Regions from separate parts of the Sus scrofa genome. Here all the other regions are linked to region 1. The links are chromatin contacts, called in public Hi-C and HiChIP or PLAC-seq maps. All regions are on one chromosome and are shown on one strand. The core of a region is the stretch at or near the end of the contact, and the rest is flanking DNA. Distances in the headings are between cores, read along the strand shown.

Region 1 (3,625 bases), core at 242-2,741:
AAATTCTTAAATCTAGAAGTTATCATTGGGATTTCCCACTCTGGCACCATGGAAATGAATCCAACTAGTATCCATGAGGATGAGGTTCTATCCTTGGCCTCACTCAGTGGGTCTGGGATCTGGCGTTGGGGTGGGCTGTGCTGTAGGTCGCAGATGTGGCTTGGAGCCCATGTGGCTGTGGCGCAGGCCAGCAGCTGTAGTTCAGATTGAACCCCTAGCCTGGGAACTTCCATATGCCACAGGTGCAGACCTAAAAAAAGGTTTTAAAAATAAAAATTATCATTAATTACTGGTTAATACATTTAAAAAATATGAGGATAGCATCTTCCAAGCTCAATCCCAATCTGACATCTGGATGTACCAATCATCTCGCTGAATTTTTTTTTTTATGAGAATATGGTTCTTTGTGCATTCCCTCCCTGGAGAAGTCTTTGGTAACGTTTTTATGGCTTCTGAAATACATGTTTTTTTGGGGGGATGTGCATGAACCACACTCTATGTGTTCCTAGGTTTTACCCTTAATAGGTAATTATAAGTGTGAGATCTATATCATGTCCCTGGAGTAATTCTAGCGCATTATGTATGTCCCTCTAGAAAGCCTACTCAGTACCCTATGGTGTGTTTTCAGAAGTCACCACTGGAATTGACTGCAGACACTCCAGCGATAGTTCATGGAGCGCTGTAGAGCTTGTGGAACGTTGAGTGTTGGGACAAGAGGAAACGAGAAAGGTTGTGGATGAAGGCCAGGTCTGAACAGGGTCTGTGGTGCAAAAAATGGAATTGACCTGAAATGCCTGTCCAAATTGTAGGAAACGCAACAAAACCAGTTCAGTGTCTTTTTCCTGCATTTTACAACCCGGAAAGCGAACATGTTAATACCTTACCAACGTTTTCTTTCTCCTGAAAGGGACCCACCCCACTGCTCTGGATCCAAAGGCACTTCTTTTTTGGAATATTGAATAGAAAGAATCCGGCCTAAAAAACTGAAGTAAGAAACCACCGCAAGATGGCACTGCTCTAGTGGACCAGGAAGCAGCGCCAGGGGTGCCGGGCTCGTGGGGCAGGGAGTTGGTGGGGTTCGCCCGGGGCACTGAGTTATCTAGAAGCTCCGAGCTCGTGGGGCTTGCGGGGTGCAGGGTTCAAAATAGCTTCCCCTGGCCCCAGGCCCGCGGGGTTTGAGAGCGACCCCACCCACCACCCAGGAGCCAGCGGAACGCCGCGGGGCAGCGTCGCGATCCTCCCCCATTCCCCATCTCCTTGATCGGGAAGCACCAAGACCCAAATTCCCTGAAGCTGCGAGGCAGCGCCCCCGTGCAGAGTCCCCGCCGCCCTCCGCTCTGGTTCCGCCCCGGTGCCGCGGGAGCAGAGGCCCCGACCCACCAGCAGGAAGGAGGCGCGGCCGAGGGAGGGTCGTTCCCGGCAGCGCCGCGCGGGCCGGGCCGGCGGGCAGGAAGCGCGGGGGAGGCGCTCGGGCGGGGGTCCCGCGGTCCGCGGCCGGGGCGGAGCGTGCGCGTCAGCCGGGCTAGAAAAGGCTGCGCCCGGACCGCCAGGGGACCGCGCTCGCTGTCGGCTCGACGCCGCCATGAGCGCCGCGCTCTTCAGCCTAGACGGCCCAGCGCGCGGCGCGCCCTGGTCTGCGGAGCCCGCCGCCTTCTACGAGCCTGGCCGCGCAGGGAAGCCTGGTCGCGGAACTGAGCCGGCCGCTCCCGCCATGTACGACGACGAGAGCGCCATCGACTTCAGCGCCTACATAGACTCCATGGCCGCCGTGCCCACCCTGGAGCTGTGTCACGACGAGCTCTTCGCTGACCTCTTCAACAGCAACCATAAGGCTGGCGCCCTGGAGCTGCTGCCCGGGGCCCCCGCGCGCCCTGCGGGCCCCGGCCCCGCACCGCGACCGCTCAAGCGCGAGCCGGACTGGGGCGACGGCGACGCGCCCGGCTCGCTGCTGCCCGCGCAGGTGGCCGCGTGCGCACAGACGGTGGTGAGCCTGGCGGCCGCCGCGCAACCCACGCCTCCCGCGTCGCCCGAGCCGCCGCGCCGCAGCCCCGCGCCCCCAGCGCCAGGGCCCGCACGCGACAAAGCAGCGGGCAAGCGGGGCCCGGACCGCGGCAGCCCAGAGTATCGGCAGCGGCGCGAACGCAACAACATCGCGGTGCGCAAGAGCCGTGACAAGGCCAAACGGCGCAACCAAGAGATGCAGCAGAAGCTGGTGGAGCTTTCAGCCGAAAACGAGAAGTTGCAACAGCGCGTGGAGCAGCTCACACGGGACCTAGCCGGCCTGCGGCGATTCTTCAAGCAGCTACCCGGCGCACCCTTCCTGCCCGGCGCGGGGGCGGCGGACGCGCGGTGACGCGGGGGGCGCGCGGACTGCGGCCGCAGTGCCTGGAGCTGCCTGGCCGGTCTGGGACTTGGACAGCTGTCGCGTGGACCCTAAGTTACTATGACGGCAGCTTCTCTACATCCTACCCCTAGGATGCAGCTAAGGTACATTCGTAAGAGACTTTTCGAGACTAGCCTTTGTACTGTAGATACGAAAAAAAGACTGAGCATGCTCACTTTTTTATATTGATTTTTACAGTATTTGTAAAAATAAAGATGCGTTAGACCCACCTTGATTCCTGCGCTCAAGGCCCTTCGGACCCGCCGGGGAGGGCGCGTCTGGCCGGCTTGCGCCCTGGGGCCGGGTTCCTGGAAGACCATGGCTTTGCTTCTCAAACAGGCCGAACTACACCTGAGGACTTGCGGGTTAATTTGAGGAGACCCTCTCAGGTGGAAGGCGCCCCGGGATCGTGTCAGAAACTTGCTGGAGCGCGCCCCACCTCGAGTGGGGGCTCCAGGGACGGGGAGAAAGAGGGCTGAGGTTATCCGAAAACGTCTGATTCACCTTGACTGTAATGGGATTTGCTTTCCCTTTGCTCAGTCTTGTAGACAGCTTTAAGTAGACTTCCAAGGTGTGTCAAGTACAGAAGTCACGTAGGAGATGAAAAGAAACAGTCACAAAGCTACTTAAAACCAGCTACCTTGCCAGTACTTGTAATGTTTCAACGCTTAATATGGACGAATAAATAAAGCCTTTCCCCCAAGAGTGTGGGTACTAGGCACCCTTTCTTGGTCTTGGCTGCTACATCTATATTATGTAATGAATTAACTGTGGCCTGTCATGATTATGTAGTCATAAGGGAGGAAATGCAAGATCTTTAGTGTCCAGAGATAATTAATCCGTGGTTTTACTTTTAAACTCAGATCTCTGCCAACACAGTGAAGGATAACTGAGCTTTCCCAGTTTCCATAATCTTGGCTCCGGCCCGGGCTGGGCCAGACTAACCAGACCTCTCAGTGTCTCTGTAAGGTAGCTATCGTCAGGTCAGTTACTCTACCTACACTTCATGAGAAAGTTTTACCTCTGACATAGTTCCCCAGAACACTTTACGAAAAGCACTGAACTGCAAAATGCTTAGGTTGGACACTGATTATGGAGAGCAGTGATAGCACAATAGAGGGCAAAGGTTTAAGCTTTGCAAGGTATTCTTTGGGGAAATGTTAAAGGAAGTACAAAAAAACATGCTGAATCATGGTAAAATTTGAACACTTTAAAATTACAATGGAACAAAATAATTTTTTC
Region 2 (3,570 bases), core at 379-2,878, 66 kb after region 1:
GTGAGCAGGTCACTGTGTTTTCAGAAGTAGTCAACTTAGATAAATGCTAAGACAGCACAAGGAAAAGGTCTTCCAAGGAGGAGGGGATACTAGTGGTTAGAATGAGAGCCTCAGTAGTGCATTCGCTACATAAGACAGTCTGCCATTCAGATCTCTTGGAATAATAGTCTGGCAAGTGAATGCTACTTATTTAAAAGCAATGTTCCATTCATGCCTAAAACACTGACTTTCACCTAAATAAAATCCCTTCCCCTACCTTCATGATTTTTAGCAAGTGGTGCCTGCTGGCACTGGCCAGGGAGGGGCTGCTTGAATTCTGCTGCTGGTGGACATGGGCCTGGCTGCTGGGAGCTTCAGCTTTCCAACCTGTACAATCCAGATAACTTCACTTTGCTTCACACCCAGCTAAGTGCCCACACCCATATGTGCTCAGAACCCTGGTTTCCTGCACCCACCAGGCAAATTCACATTGTTACCAATGCAGTTTATCAACAAGAAGGTGGTTTTCTCCTATCACGCTTCAGCCCACCCCTTATATCATGAGTGTGCTCCTCAGTAAAAGGGTTGATCTGCAGGAAGGGGCTCAGTGAAACCAGCCTATGGTCAGCCTGGTGGTGCTGTCCCCAATATCCAGCTCCTGAAGTTCTGTTGTAAGTGAAGCTCCTCTCTATGTAAAGCAATCAAGGCTTATTAGCAAACCCAGTGTCCTCTACCTGCCCAGCCACAGGGCACCCCATCCTGGCCACCAGAGCCTGACTACGGCACTTGGACTCCATGAATTTCTGAGACATGAGGGTGAGGCTGGGAGAACTGACTGAAACTGGTGCCAAATGAAACTACACAGCACATGCCAGCAACATAAAATAAGAGAGATAAGAGGTTCCCAGTTCAATCCCAGGCATATCATGATAGAAGGATAAAGTCCATCATGGAGTTAATATTTGTCTTTAAGAATGTTTCTTTCCTTCTCGTAACAGCCAAATGTCCCATCATTAAAGATCACTTTAAAAATTCTAGAAATGCGTGCATTGTTAATCTGTGAAAGCAATGGAACAAAGTACAAGGAATAAGGAAAACAAATGTTGATTCATAGATGGGGTTTTAGTAAGACTATAATTTAATTCCCCTTTGAAGTTTTAAATGCCCCTCCCCAACTTTTCAAAAGTATTTATTTTTCCCTCCTTTCATTCTGTGACTCAGTAAGATAGATACATAAGAACATAGAAGCAGTGTATGTGTGTGTGTGTATCTGTGTGTGTGTGTGTGTGTGTGTGTGTGTGTGTCTATGCTTGTGTTCCGAGAGAGAAGCAGATGAAGTGACATGTGGGATGTTTACACGAGTCAGGGAAGTAGTTCTGAGCAGTCCACCAAGAATTCCCGGAATCAGAATCAGGCTCCGCTGTTTTATTCTAGGTCAGTGTCAACTGAAACAGCCTCTGAAAATCAACAAGGATCTTTCTCTTCACATTATAATCCCTACTAAGCCTCAATTTAAGGACGAGAAACAGAAGAAATTAGAGGATGAAGTGAGAAAAAAAGCAAGAGAGAGAGAGAAAGGGGAAGGAAGCTGAGAGGGGAGTTTGGACCAGACCCGGGGCGGGGGAGTTGGGGGGAGTGCAGAGGAAGAGAGCCGAGGGGGCAGGGCCTTCCCAGCTCCAGCCCGCACGCAGACGGGAAACCAGATACAGCAGGACACTGTGTCCTCCTGAAAAACAACCAGACTGCACTCCTAAAGTAAACAGTTAATCCCGCTGTTTATCTTCTTAACATGAGATGTTAGCAGGATGATCCCTACTGCACAGAAATGTGGTCTCTACTCATTTAAAAATCCTATTTCTCTTTGCTAAAATAAAAGTGTGACATGAAAACTTTCTAGTATCAGTGAACAGGAAGGAATAATAATCTTTCTTTGCTGAAAGTGACTTAACTAAAGGATGGCAAAAAGCCTGAGAAAGGCCTTTTCCACACTCATACTTCCTCTTCATTATTGGAAAATACTGTATTGCTGAAATCAACCAAACAAAAAACACTGCTGCCAGCTTGGTCTTTAAGGAGGACACGAATAATGCTGACATAATTGTGGTGTCCTGGGCTTGGACTGTGGTCTCAGTTCCTAGAGATAAGACTGTGACCGGACCAAGACAAGTCAGAAGAGGACATTTTACACATTCATACAAGTTTGCCTCCAGAACGAATTTTCAAAGGTACAGTTACTCTCACATATTTTTGTTAGTTGAAATTTCTACTGAAGGAAGCAGCTGTGAGAGTCACCAGAGACCCTTATATAAGTACTTGGCCCCTTCTCCCAGTATCCTGGGCATCAGTAAGACTTCGCGCCAGACCCCTCATGGCTATGATCCACCCACCCAGGCCAGGGCTCACTCACTTGACTGGTCTCTCACCTGTGTGTGTTTGGAGCTGTGAAGTTTCATCACTTGTGGAGGACCCTGTGCCCACCAGCACAAGGACCCTTGTGACACCTTTTACCACCTACCTCCCTACCATCCACCCATAACATCTAATTTGTCCTCCATTTCTGAAATACGGCCACTTCAAAATGTTATAAAAATGGAATCAAGTAGTATATGATCTCTGGGATTAATTTTTTTCCCTTAGCATAGTTCCCTGGTGATAATCCAAGTTATTATGCCTTTTATTTTTATAACAGCTTTGTTGAGGCCTAATTTACATACTATAGAAATTCATCCCTTTTATTGTGGCAAAATAACCATAACATAAAATTTATAATTTCACCATCTTCATGTGTACAATTCAGTGGCATCAAGTACATGCACATGTTCTGCAACCAGCAGCACTAACTAGTCCTAGTCCCAGAATATTTCCCCAAAAGGAAATCCCAACCTGTTAAGCAGCCTTCCTTTTGTCTCCTCTCCCAAATACTTGGCAACATACTGATCTGGCTCTATGGATTTGCCTGTTCTAAATATGTCACATAAGTGGAATCATGCAAAATATGGCCTTTTGTGACTGGCTCCTTTCACTAAGCATAACATTTTCAAGGTGCGCCCATGTTAAGGCAGGTGCCAGTCCTGACTTTCTGTAGTTGGCTGAAGAATATTCTATTGTATAGATATACCACACCCTGTTTCTGCATCCATCAGCTGATGAACATTTGGGATGTTCCTACTTTTTTGAAGTGATATTATTATTATATTACTACATATAATAACTATAATAGTATTATGAATGATACTGCTATGAACGTTAGTATAGCAGTTATGTAGATATGTTTTCAATTCTCTTGGGTTTATACTTGGGAGTAGAATTGCTGGATCATGTGGTAACACTATATTTAGCTTTTTGAGAAACTGCCAGATTATTTTTCCAAAGTGGCTGCACTATTTTACAAGCCAGTCTGAGGGTTCCGATTTCTCCACACCTTTGTCAACACTTATTAATGTCAGTCTTTTTTATTACAGTCATCCTGGTGAGTGAGAAGTGATATCTCTTTGTAGTTTTGATCTGCATTTCTCTGGTGGCTACTGACATCGATTATCATGCACTTCTTGGCCACCTATATATCTTTGGAGAAGTGTCTATTCAAATCCT
Region 3 (3,453 bases), core at 883-3,382, 100 kb after region 1:
AATAGAAGTGGTTAAACAATAAACAGACCTGGTGGTTGCACAACACTGTAAATGTACTAAATACCTTTGAATTGTATACTTTAAAATGGTTAATTTTATGTGATGTGAACTTCACCTCTATCAAAAAATTTTGTAAAAGTAAAGGTGATGTGTGCACACACAAGACCCACATGTTCTGACAGGCATTCAGGGAACTAGTCCTAGCACACACAATTCCTCCCAAGGCAGTGACTGTAAATGGCCTCTTCTCATGTAAGCTTCCAGGCAGTCTGTTTGCAAGGGGGCATGTATGGATGGCCCTGAGCAACTGTGCATTCTTTGTGCGGTTTTTACTAAATGTCACTCTCCAAGCAGAAGTGACAGGAGAGCTGCAGCTACCAGGGGGCCAGAAAGAAAGGCAAAGAGCCCCTGGGATGAGGCTCCACTGCTGTACCTTACCCCTTAGACCAGAGCCTCCTACTTTCCACCCATGCCTCTACACAGACACCAGATACCCTTCTTTGAGAAGCACCTGGGAGAAATTCAAAATTTAAACATAAAGGTACACTGGCAGATAGCCCACCATGGTGAATGACACTTGCTCCCCAAAACATAGTAACAACTCTATCATAGCAGGAAATCTCATTCTAGTCTTTTCTGAAGAGATGATACATTAATGAACAGAATAAAAATTGGAATTTCTTGCTTTCAAAAGATTTAAAGATTTCCTGGTATCTTTGCTGACACTGCAGTTTTCTACTTTTCTACAGCTCACAGAAAGACAGGCTTTCAAAGAATGTCCATTGTTTTCTTGTACAGCCAATGTTCTATGGTTGCTTATCTGTGTGCACAGCTGCTTAAGGCACCTCTAGGTTTTCCAAAAGGCAGTTTAAGTGGCAATATTTCAGAAGGTTTGATGTTTATTTCACTCTTCTCTTCCCACTGCCCTACATACACACAGAGGCTGGTCCTCTCTGCTGGCTCCCTCCTGCAGGAACTTCTGACACCTGCATTCAGATTCCACACCAGAGAGAGGGAGGACAGGCTGGGACATGGCTGAGGACCCCGCAGAGCAGCTGTGCCGCAGTCAGAATTACTCTAGACCTGGGCGACTGCCCCCTCTCAGCTTCCCCTGAGCAACACAGACCTTATTCTCTCTTCAATTCAAAGCATGGGTTTCTGCCTCCTCAGCTAATTAAATTTTGTTTAACATTAAATGTTGTTTTCATCCTTTCATCACCTACCCGTGCCATATTTCTCTCAGTCCTGCATTAATTGCAATAAATGCTATAACCCCTCAGTCATTCTCAGCTGGATTCTTTTTTTTTTCTCTTTATAAATATCCTCACTCTAGAGCAGCTCTTACTGCTCCCCAAGAGCCCCTCCTCTTTGCCCTTTTCTTGTTCCTTTACATCCACTGAGCACCTTGCAGGGGCCCTGAGTGCAAGTGTCTCATCTTCTATATTCCCTAAAGCAGAATGTTCTTGGCAATTCCTACTCCTAGGATCAGACTCCCTGTCAGTCTCCTTAGAGGAATAACAGCACGTGAGGCGTGTCCACACAGCTGGTTAGTCCAGAGTAAAGAGAGGGACACAATCATGCATTAGGCTACTCCCTTGCCACTCCTCTTCCCACCCACACGTACTGTTATGTGTCTACTACCTTCAGGGTCCTGTACCATCTGAGGGTCCTTGACCTCAGATGGTTAAATGGGAGAAGCAAAATTTGAAAACAATATGTATTGGCTGATTCACTGACAAGTATTAGTGAATGCCTAATACCTGGCCATTATCCTCACTATATGACAAGCACCTGTCTAGACGCCCTTGTAGCTGTGCAAATAAATGCAAAGGTTCAGAACACATATCACTTCCAGGCCAACCAGTCTGAAGAAACAAGGGTCTCTGTTAACATATCACACTGTCTCTGTCTTCCAAAGAATGGCTTTGGAGGGTATGTTTGCTGCATTTTTCTGTGGCACATGGGGCTGATTAGGATCAAGCTAATTAGAACTGCACGGCCAGGAAATGAGCACAACAAGGGTAAGCCTACCAAGACTGCCAGCTGGCTGTCCCAAGTGCTCTGGGTCCAGCAGCAGCTGGAAGGAAGGCAGGGCAGAATAGGTCATGTGACGGAGGCAAACAGAGGGAAAGGGGGCAGCAAGATGTGGCAACTCAACATGAGCAGGAAATTGGATCTTACACTTGATCTAACCCGTCTGCGGGTATTTGGCTGTTCAGACACGTGGTGTTTTGTGCCAGAACTTGGCTGTCCCCTGCCCCTCGCCCCAAACACTGTCACTGTCTCCCACGGCTCTGCTCTGTGCTGTCGTCTCAGAACGCACATTCAGAGCTGCAATCTGGCTCACAGGGAAGTTCTAGTGTGACCAAAGTACTGCTCCAGATTACAGCTGCAGGCATGGGGCGGGGCAGGGGGGGGGGGATGCAGACCATCAGAGGTCTCCGGCCTCTTTTAGGAACAAAAATTTCCAGGGGAAGGAGATCAGGGACAGGCAGAAAATTCCCTGCCTGTTATATAGGGCCACCTTGAAATCATTCTTGATCTTGATGGAAAACAGGTGCTGGAAAATCACCACGGCCAGATTAAAATGAAAATTTAGAACTATGGATACACATACCATGGTCGTCTGGCTATGAATCTGGAAAATTACTCTTGTTATCTTCATAATGTTACAAAAATTTTATTTTCATAACTGTCTGTATTCACATTAGTAGGCTATTGTTATTCCTTTTGATTTTTTCAAGTGAATCACATAAAAAAGAACATAGATACTATTTCACATTATCAATAAACTCATTGAGGATACATATTCAAGGTATATGTTCACTATAAATATGAACTCCAGCAATGAAAAGTGTTGGTATTATACAGTATTTAAAGAACATGAACATACCGCTTTCATATTATCTACAGCTCTGATTCTACTCTGAAACATTTAAAATTTCAATCAGCTAGCTGTAACCTGACACTAGACCAATAAAATGATAAAAGCTTAAAAAGAGATAAAGAGTAGGAAAATGGATCCATTTTCTGCCATCCAGAAAGGAAGAACTGATACTCACACAAAGACAAACTGTTATAAATGCCAAAAAGAGATACACCTAACTGAAATATATTTAGGGACATATAGAGCAGGCACAATATTTGCAGATAAATACTCCTACATATAATCCTTACCTGAAAGGAGTTTACAACCTTAAAGACTGACATCTCTATAACTAACTACAATGCAAATGACCGTAATAGCTATAGAACAAATCGTGCTGAATATCTACTTGGAATCAGGCATTTCATAAATGTTATCTCATTTAATCTTCAAAATAAACACTCAAGGCTGACAGTGATGGTACTAACTGCACGGTGCTGTTCTACCTACATACCTACCCATCTTTTTTTTTTTCTGTTTTGGCCACCCCACAGTACGCGGAGTTCCCAGGCCAGGATCAGATCCAG

The links. A called contact is a pair of places that touch in the nucleus more often than the background predicts. HiChIP or PLAC-seq counts read pairs in DNA pulled down with a chosen protein or histone mark.
Region 2: a Hi-C map of liver shows a contact between it and region 1, with 7 times the contacts expected there. The contact joins the enhancer-like site here to the promoter of CEBPD in region 1. A contact is called at or near these places in 2 of 5 promoter capture datasets (liver and skeletal muscle), 16 of 47 Hi-C or Micro-C datasets (alveolar macrophages, embryonic fibroblasts, fetal heart ventricle and 8 more) and 2 of 2 datasets of contacts at active chromatin or transcription factors (alveolar macrophages and skeletal muscle).
Region 3: a contact with region 1 is called in an H3K27ac HiChIP or PLAC-seq map of skeletal muscle. The contact joins the enhancer-like site here to the promoter of CEBPD in region 1. A contact is called at or near these places in 1 of 5 promoter capture datasets (liver), 7 of 47 Hi-C or Micro-C datasets (embryonic fibroblasts, liver, skeletal muscle and 1 more) and 2 of 2 datasets of contacts at active chromatin or transcription factors (alveolar macrophages and skeletal muscle).

The regions. Positions count from the first base shown.
Region 1 is chr4:79,871,372-79,874,996 of Sscrofa11.1, forward strand. CEBPD (CCAAT/enhancer-binding protein delta) reads left to right here and starts at 1,492. Exons shown (of 1, transcript XM_005663091.2): 1 at 1,492-3,110. The coding sequence starts at 1,583. The coding sequence ends at 2,353. SPIDR (DNA repair-scaffolding protein) reads right to left here. Exons shown (of 20, transcript XM_021090636.1): 20 at 3,566-3,625.
Region 2 is chr4:79,937,068-79,940,637 of Sscrofa11.1, forward strand. The region is part of intron 10 of SPIDR (DNA repair-scaffolding protein); the gene reads right to left. Among named protein-coding and RNA genes, the nearest start is that of CEBPD, 66 kb to the left of the region's middle. Within about 2 kb of position 1,629, at least 46 of the 83 cell types and tissues checked have an H3K27ac peak or open chromatin away from gene starts, as enhancers often do. A contact at or near this core is called in alveolar macrophages, liver, mesenteric adipose tissue and 4 more, where this site is marked.
Region 3 is chr4:79,972,144-79,975,596 of Sscrofa11.1, forward strand. The region is part of intron 10 of SPIDR (DNA repair-scaffolding protein); the gene reads right to left. Among named protein-coding and RNA genes, the nearest start is that of CEBPD, 100 kb to the left of the region's middle. Within about 2 kb of position 2,133, at least 32 of the 83 cell types and tissues checked have an H3K27ac peak or open chromatin away from gene starts, as enhancers often do. A contact at or near this core is called in alveolar macrophages, liver, skeletal muscle and 1 more, where this site is marked.